Regions from separate parts of the Zea mays genome. Here region 2 is linked to region 1. A link is a contact called in public Hi-C data. All regions are on one chromosome and are shown on one strand. Each heading gives the region's core, a stretch centred on a gene start, on an enhancer-like site or on the middle of the called end of the contact. The rest is flanking DNA. Distances are from core to core; before and after follow the strand shown. Region 1 overlaps LOC111589306 (a long non-coding RNA gene). Region 2 has its middle 54 kb from the start of LOC111589511.

Region 1 (3,712 bases), core at 787-3,286:
TCCTGCAAGCCAAGAAAAATTTGTTAGCTACACATTAGTACCATATGCTGCCTTATGGCAAAATATAAAACGACATGATAAATTTGTACGTACTGGTTGTATGTATGCCTTGACAGATCCATCGATGCAGTCATAATAGTGAATGTATCTCATAACAGTGAAGGTAAACATTTGAGTTACGCTGATATGTAAATATGAGATGCAGGAAAGCAGAATTATAGTTTATGTAACATTTGAGTTACGAGAAGGTTTGCTTCCAGAATCTGGGCATAAAATGAATTTATGTAATGCAAACTATACAGATTGACAGATAGTGTTCTTTAATTAATGAGCAGCATAATCGCAACAAAGAAAACTATATAATGGCTGCATCGATTATACTGTCATCAATTTATGATAGTTCAACCAAAAAATGTGTTATCAATTACAAAGCTAGACCATTAAAGAAAATTGTGAGGCTAAAATAATGTTAGTCGTTATTACAATGAATCCAGGGACCAAAACTTCTTTTACAAAAGGTTATAACTGCCCTATTAATTCATCTATTTTCTTCTAGGACATTTATCTCTTTCTTGCTATTTTTTCTTGAACTATTGTGTGCATGTAATGCAAACTGAGCACATTCTTAGAATCTAAAGGTTAAAAATGATATCAAATCTAAAAAATGTTTGTGGAGATAAAACATATATAACAATTTGCAGAAATATCTTATTACCATTTCATAGAACTTGCAGAAATATCTCAGCATGTGGTAATATATAACATCACCGACAGCAGTTCCTCGAACGCCGGCTCGTCGCGGGTTCCAGCGTGCAGTCGGCTCGCAGGCGTCTCGGCGGTGTCCACGACGGAGGGGATGGGGGAGCAGGCAGTCACGCAGAATCGTCACAAAGGGCATCACAAATCCTGCTGGAGCCCCCACAAAACAGCTACATGAGGTTGAGAAGCTGCTGGATCCTGAACGCCGCAGTGTTTGTCAGCGTGAAGGCCTACCTGCGAATGGCCCTATCAGTCGCAGCCCCCATCACGGAGGACAACATGGATTAGAGGGAAAGAGCGTGCGGGTGGGCAGGAGGCATGGTCCAGGAGCTGGGATTTGAGGATGAAGAGGAGGCGGGTGAGGGTTCGTGTGGGGAAAGGAGGTAAGGTTAGGGAGGGAAGAAAATGAGGGAAACAAAGGGAAGGCACCTTTGGAACGATGACGGGGAGGCGATCCGCCATGGATCTCGTCTATGGGGATGCTTGTTCGCCGCGGTCGAGCTGGCTTCGCCGCACTCACTCGTGTCGCACAACCGCCGCCACTGAAAACCTAGTCTGAGCCATCGCGGAAGGCCATGTAGAGCGGTTGGTTTTATACGATGGTACATGAGCGTAAACATTATAGTGGGTGGACCGGATGGTGCGCCTGGTCAACCGGACGGGTGGTCGGGGCTTTCTATAGTTAAGCAGAGCACATGACTCTAAATACATATACTATATACTATATATATTTATATAATGTGTGTGTAAATTCAGTTTTGTTTGAAAATTTATAAAAAAGCGGGAAAACTTCAACTGACAGTCAAATAAAGAAAACCGCCAGTAGATAGTGTATTTCCACCGGTGGTTTTATTAAGCAAACCGTGAATTCTATTTGTAGTGGTGGTTGTCTTGACCAACCACTAGTGGATATGATGTTTTCACTGGCGGTTTGGTTCCAAAACAACCAACAATAAAAATACCGATTTCCATTGTCTCATAGCACTGACATCACTGAAAATGCTAGTGCAAATAGGTGTGGGACAGCCACTATAGCTTTTATGTGCAAGTGGTATCTACGGTTTTGTACCTCGAAATAGTGCTGTCACATAGCCGGCTGGGCTTGATGATGACCTTGTCATGCATTCGCGTACGACACTACGACTGCTTGGTATTTTGTCAGGCCGTATAATTCCAGAGTAGCAGGCAACAGGCGTATATTGGCAGTCTAGGACACGGCTGCCCGATGGATACCCAGTCCTACGTACAGTAGTACCAGGGTACTCCTAGTCCTCGCTCTGTCATGCGCGCAGGCTTTACGAAATCAAGGCTCGGATCCCCCAGAAGATCTCGCTGCTGGTGCTGGGGGCGCGCGCAGAATTAATTGCAGGGAGAATATTTTACTGCGTGCAGAATTACACAATCGGCCAGACCCGTCAAGACAGAAAGTAGCAGCAGTACTACCGTCTACCAGTACCAGACACACACAGCAGCTGACCAGCTGTTTAAGATAGATACCCTATATATTATTGACTCTCTCTCAAAAAAAGGGAAAAAAATAGAACATGCAATTGTCAAATTGAAGGGACAGGCTTCATGGCTATATACAATATTGGGATGTATTTGGTTCACTGACTAAAGTTTACTTTCGTGTCACATAAAATAAAATGGCTAGCCTAGTACATGTCGCATAGCTAATGTCATCCTGTCCTCTTCATGCGTGTGCTACCTCAGGCTAGCTTGATTGTCTTGTCTGTAGTCTGTCTGTCTGTACCGCCACGAGAAGGAAAAGCTGTGACGCATACTACGCTGAATACATGGATCCGTGTGGCCGGACGGTCCATGTACCTGCGTGGGTGTGCGCGCACTCGTATAGTAGCTGGACGAAGAAGAAGATGTGTGAGCGTGTGTATAGTGGCTGGATGGATGAAGAGCACAAAGGCACTGTAGTCTGGTTGAGCGTCGCGTTTCCAGCTAGGGCCGCATGCACTGCCTGCGTCCTTGCGAACGCATGTGAGTTAAGTGTCCCGCCGCTTTACGATCATCCTGCTGTTTCAATTCAGAAGCGCGTACTATGTGCCGTGACTACCACGCGCGCGTGGGCGGAGCCGGCGGCGGCGGCACGCTGTGCCCTGCCCTGTGACTGGGACGCGAGTGCATCTGCATCCGCACGGGGACGCCGCGCTTGCCGGTCTCAACGGCAATCCTCGCCTCGGGATCCAACCCAAACAGAATTCAGCAAAATTAAAGGTCTCCCTGTCTCCAGAGGGGAACTGCTACGTCCACGCAACCAACAAGGCCCAACTTGGGGATCGATGCCATTGATTAATAATTATGCCGAAATCGGCTAGCGGCCGAGAACAGCAGTTTAAGCTAGCTAGCTACAGATCTTGTCGAAAATACGAGGGAAAAAAAGGCAGATCAGAAAACAGATTATTATTCTGATGCAGTGATGCTCGAGCTAGCTACACTAACATACGCGTTCTTCGCAGCATGCAGTCACGATATCTGTTTGGTGTTTAGTACCTGTACTACTACTAGGATTGTCGTGTTGATTGATGATAATCTGTCCGGACTCCGTCGATCCGGAGGAGGAGCCGGCCGGTGAACGAAGAAGCCCGGCCTCTCTCGCTCACGCCGATCCATGTATAATCGCGCGCGCGCGCGTCTAGGGATCGGCGCGTCAGCAGGGGGCCATCATCGTCGGTGCGTGGACGCGTGAAACAAGGCCGGCCGGCTTCTCGTGTCGTCTCGTGTCAGCAGTGGGCTTTTGACTAGCTAGTGCTACTAGAAACGAAGAACCTGCATGGCTGGCGCGTGAGGCCGGCCGGCAGAAACGTAGGAGACCGCGGCCGTTGTTCCTGGGTCTGGAGTAACGTAGTACGTTGGAACGAAGCGAAACGCGAGGGACGCCTGCTCCATCAGCGGTGACGACGACGGTCGGTCATCAGTCCGGCCATGTGGACGTGGTGCC
Region 2 (3,712 bases), core at 392-2,891, 220 kb before region 1:
TTGGGATTTATAAAATTTTCTCCAAAAGATTAATAATAAATATGTCTCTCAATATGGGTTCCTCACTATTAAAGTTATTTCCCCCTTAAAGTTAATGGTTAGCAACACAAAAATATTATTAGCCAAATGTGGAACATAAAACTTTTGAAAACTAGAATTTGAATTTGAAATTAACTATAATATAGAAAATTTACAATTATTCATATGGGTGAATTATTATTATTTTTCCTCTTCTTTCATGGAATATATACTAGCAATACTCAAAGGAATGAATTAATAAAATATTGTTGCATTCATACTAGAGTTTTGCTTGAGCATTATCTTGGAAACTCAAAAACTTGAATTTATTTTGAATTTGAAACACAAACTTGATTTGGGAATATGAAATTAGAAACTAGAAATAGAAAAGGAAATCCTTTAGAGAATAAGAATAATAATAAAAATAAATATAATCATCAAAATAAATACCCGTGATAAATAATTAGACTTTAGAATTCACCCCTTTCTAAAGTGATTGGTCATAATAAGATAATGTTAGCTAAATCGTTTCTTAATAAAGATTTAGAACATTTGAAAATGTTTTCTATCAAAACAAAGGAATCATAATTTAAAATTTGAATTTAGATAGTAAATGAGAATATAAAACAGAAAATGATTAAAAAAAGGGGAATTTTAATTAAGACCATTACCCTCTCCATAATTAAATATTAGGAAGAAGGATAAATGATATAACTGCAAATAATGGGGGTAATATTCACATTAGGATGGTATTTAATATTTAGTAAATATGAAATATAAAACATGAGTTTAAATTTGAGCTGGAATAATTGAATTTGGAATTTGAAATAGAAAAGAAAAGTGAGAAAAAGAAAACAAACCGACTTGGGCCTAATCCCACCATTCCAGCCCATTAACCTTTCCCTCCGTGGCCCACTCCCCCGCTCACTGGCAGCTGGGACCCGCGCGTCAGGCCTCTACGTGTGCACATCCCTTGGCGTTGTGTTGCTGACCGCTGGGACCTGACCGTCAGATGTCCCTTCCCCACCGCGCCGCGTTCACGTTTTCGTGAACAGAATCGTGTCGCCTTCCCCAAGTCCTCTGCCTGCCTCCGCGCCCCTGCTCACCAAAACAGGGCTTGTCGAGCCGTGTGGAAGGGTGGGCGACGCTTGTGGCCGCCAACAACAACGACCTGTGTTTCGGCCGCGCTGTACCTTTGGACAGAGCGGTCGGTGGATTGGCTAGACAACCTTGAGCGTATTCTAGAAATTCCAAGCGCGAATCCAGACCAGGGTGCCGGTGATTGCTCACCGGAGATCCCTCTGCTTCATCGTGTCGCAAGATCTCGTGGGCGTCATCACGGACACCCTAGCACCCGGTAAGCAGGCCCTAAACCAATTCTCCGTGTTTTCCACCTCGCGCAGCGTTTAGCTAAATCGGGGATTACGCACCTGGGCGCGAGTTGAGTGTCGCTCCGGTGATGCTCCGTCGCGGGGGCCGAGTGTGCCGCCGTGCTTAGGGCCAGGAGCTGGAAGATGGGTTGTGACCGTCGATCGGGTGATCAGTGGATAAGAATAGATGGGGTGATGTGATCCATAGATCTTCTAGCGGACGACTAAGATTTGATTCCGGGTAACGATTCCATAAGATCTAATCTGGACCGTTGCTCCAGATCCTGTGGCTGAGATCAGATACCGGTTCGAGGGTGTGTGGGAGCCGTTGATCTTGATCCGATGGCTGCCATTCCATACCTCTTTAATGAAGGCCCAATCTAATCTCCACCACAGACCGTCGATCCAACGGCCCCGATACGCTGATACCTCTTCGCGGTGGATTCTTTTGAAAAGAGCCCTCGGATTTCATTAAACTTAACCCGTCATCCACGCTAATACAAAAGTAATCACCGATAGACCCTATACTTGTGAAGAATCGAACCACTCGCCAAGGACTTTAGTAAATCATATAATAAATATGGAAAATGATTTCTAGTAGAAAAATAAATATATAAACTTAGTAAATTGATAACTTTCGCGTTTTAACTCTGATTCAATCTGTTCCTATTATGTTAGCTTCGTAATAAAATTGCCTACGCAGTAACAACCTTAATTGTATCATATCACATACTAAGGTATTTGTTTATCCTATGGTCACTAGATTTATGTTACTTAATTTATCCAAGTTATAATATAGTATAAAATTTAATTAGTTATTTCTTTAATACCTTTTCTCATATGATTTATTTTAATCAGCATAAAATATAGTTGTTAATCATTGGATCACTAAAATCTTTCGAAAATCATATCCTCTTAACCGTAACTCCGATTTTAGTGGTTCTCGAACCTACGACCTCATGACAGTGCATAGAATACTCTTACGTTGTTTGTTCTCATGTTTGGCGTGATGTTAATTTTGTCACCATGTTTGTTGGTATTGCTACGATTAGCAGCGAGGTTACGAGAATCTGAAGATCATCCTGGTACCTAGAATCTCGAGTCTCAGGCAAGTTGTTCCCTGATCACTTTTCTTTACCCAATAATGTTCCTGTTAATCACTATGACATGCACACATTAATCAGATGGGACCTAATAGGTTTCCCTAGACTTGTTTATCCCACACCTTATTTACCACTGAACTTTTGGATAGTTTTGCTATTGCTCTACCTGGTTTTGGGATTAATATTACAATATGATCATGTTCCAGTTGTACTGTTGTTTTAATTATTGTTCATGACAAGATCATTGCGTTAATTGAAACATAGAGCTTAACTTGAGATATACGTGCTACCACAAGGGTGGAATGGGATGCCCTTGGCTGACTAATTAGGAAAGCTAGTGGAGGACTACCTTACCCGAAAGGACAAGGGCGGTAGAGGAGCTGCGTATAGGGAGGTTCTCGGGTCGATCATGCTGCGATGGCTTTTCGGACGAGGGATTCCTATATTGCCTTTGTCAGAAACCGTAGCGGGTTTTCTGAAGCTAGTGGAACTTTGTAAAGGCCTTGTAGTGGATCCCTAGCCATTCACCTCGGAAGTGTCTAAGGGTCTAGCTAACCCTGGCTAGACGGGATACACGACTTGTGGGTAAAGGGCACAACCTCTGCAGAGTGTAAAACTGGTATATCAGCCGTGCTCGCGATCATGAGCAGCTCAGGACTCTCGCATGATTAATTTATAGAACTAAACCTAATCTGTCATATGCATTGCATCGCGGGTGTTATTATCAATTTTGTTCTCTTAATTGGGTTGGTATCTACTTATACTTATAACTTCTAATAAAATTTTGACCAACTTTAAAAGCAACGCTCAGCTTTAACCACCTCCTTTGGTAAGCCTTACACTTCACATGAACTCCCACCTTTGGTGAGTTCATGCACATTATTCCCCACAACTTGTTGAGCGATGAACGTATGTGAGCTCACCCTTGCTGTACTCACATCCCCTAGGTCAAGGACAGGTACCTCTGGATGAGGCACATGAAAGATGTTGTGATGAGTTCGTGAGTGGTCTAGGTCATCGTCTCCCAGTCAACTATGGTTGCTGGATCGATGTCTTCATATGATGTAATTATTCATTTATTTTGTACAGAACTCCTATCATATAGTAAAGATGTGGCATTCGTTTCTGTACCATGAATCATCATATGTGTCAGATTTGGTCCCAGCACACTTGGGTGACGTTTGGTTCACAAATGTAACGTAAATGGTAACGGTAATGGTT

The links. Hi-C and Micro-C count contacts between places; a contact is called where the count stands out from the background.
Region 2: a Hi-C map of tassel shows a contact between it and region 1, with 2.0 times the contacts expected there. The contact joins two enhancer-like sites. A contact is called at or near these places in 3 of 25 Hi-C or Micro-C datasets (ear, leaf and tassel).

Annotation. Positions count from the first base shown.
Region 1 is chr5:50,834,330-50,838,041 of Zm-B73-REFERENCE-NAM-5.0, reverse strand. It overlaps LOC111589306 (a long non-coding RNA gene), which reads right to left. Exons shown (of 3, transcript XR_004849418.1): 2 at 94-909; 3 at 1-2. Among protein-coding and RNA genes, the nearest start is that of LOC111589306, 4.4 kb to the right of the region's middle. Within about 2 kb of position 2,036, at least 14 of the 20 cell types and tissues checked have an H3K27ac peak or open chromatin away from gene starts, as enhancers often do. A contact at or near this core is called in ear and tassel, where this site is marked.
Region 2 is chr5:51,055,095-51,058,806 of Zm-B73-REFERENCE-NAM-5.0, reverse strand. No RefSeq gene overlaps it. Among protein-coding and RNA genes, the nearest start is that of LOC111589511, 54 kb to the left of the region's middle. Within about 2 kb of position 1,641, at least 19 of the 20 cell types and tissues checked have an H3K27ac peak or open chromatin away from gene starts, as enhancers often do. A contact at or near this core is called in ear and tassel, where this site is marked.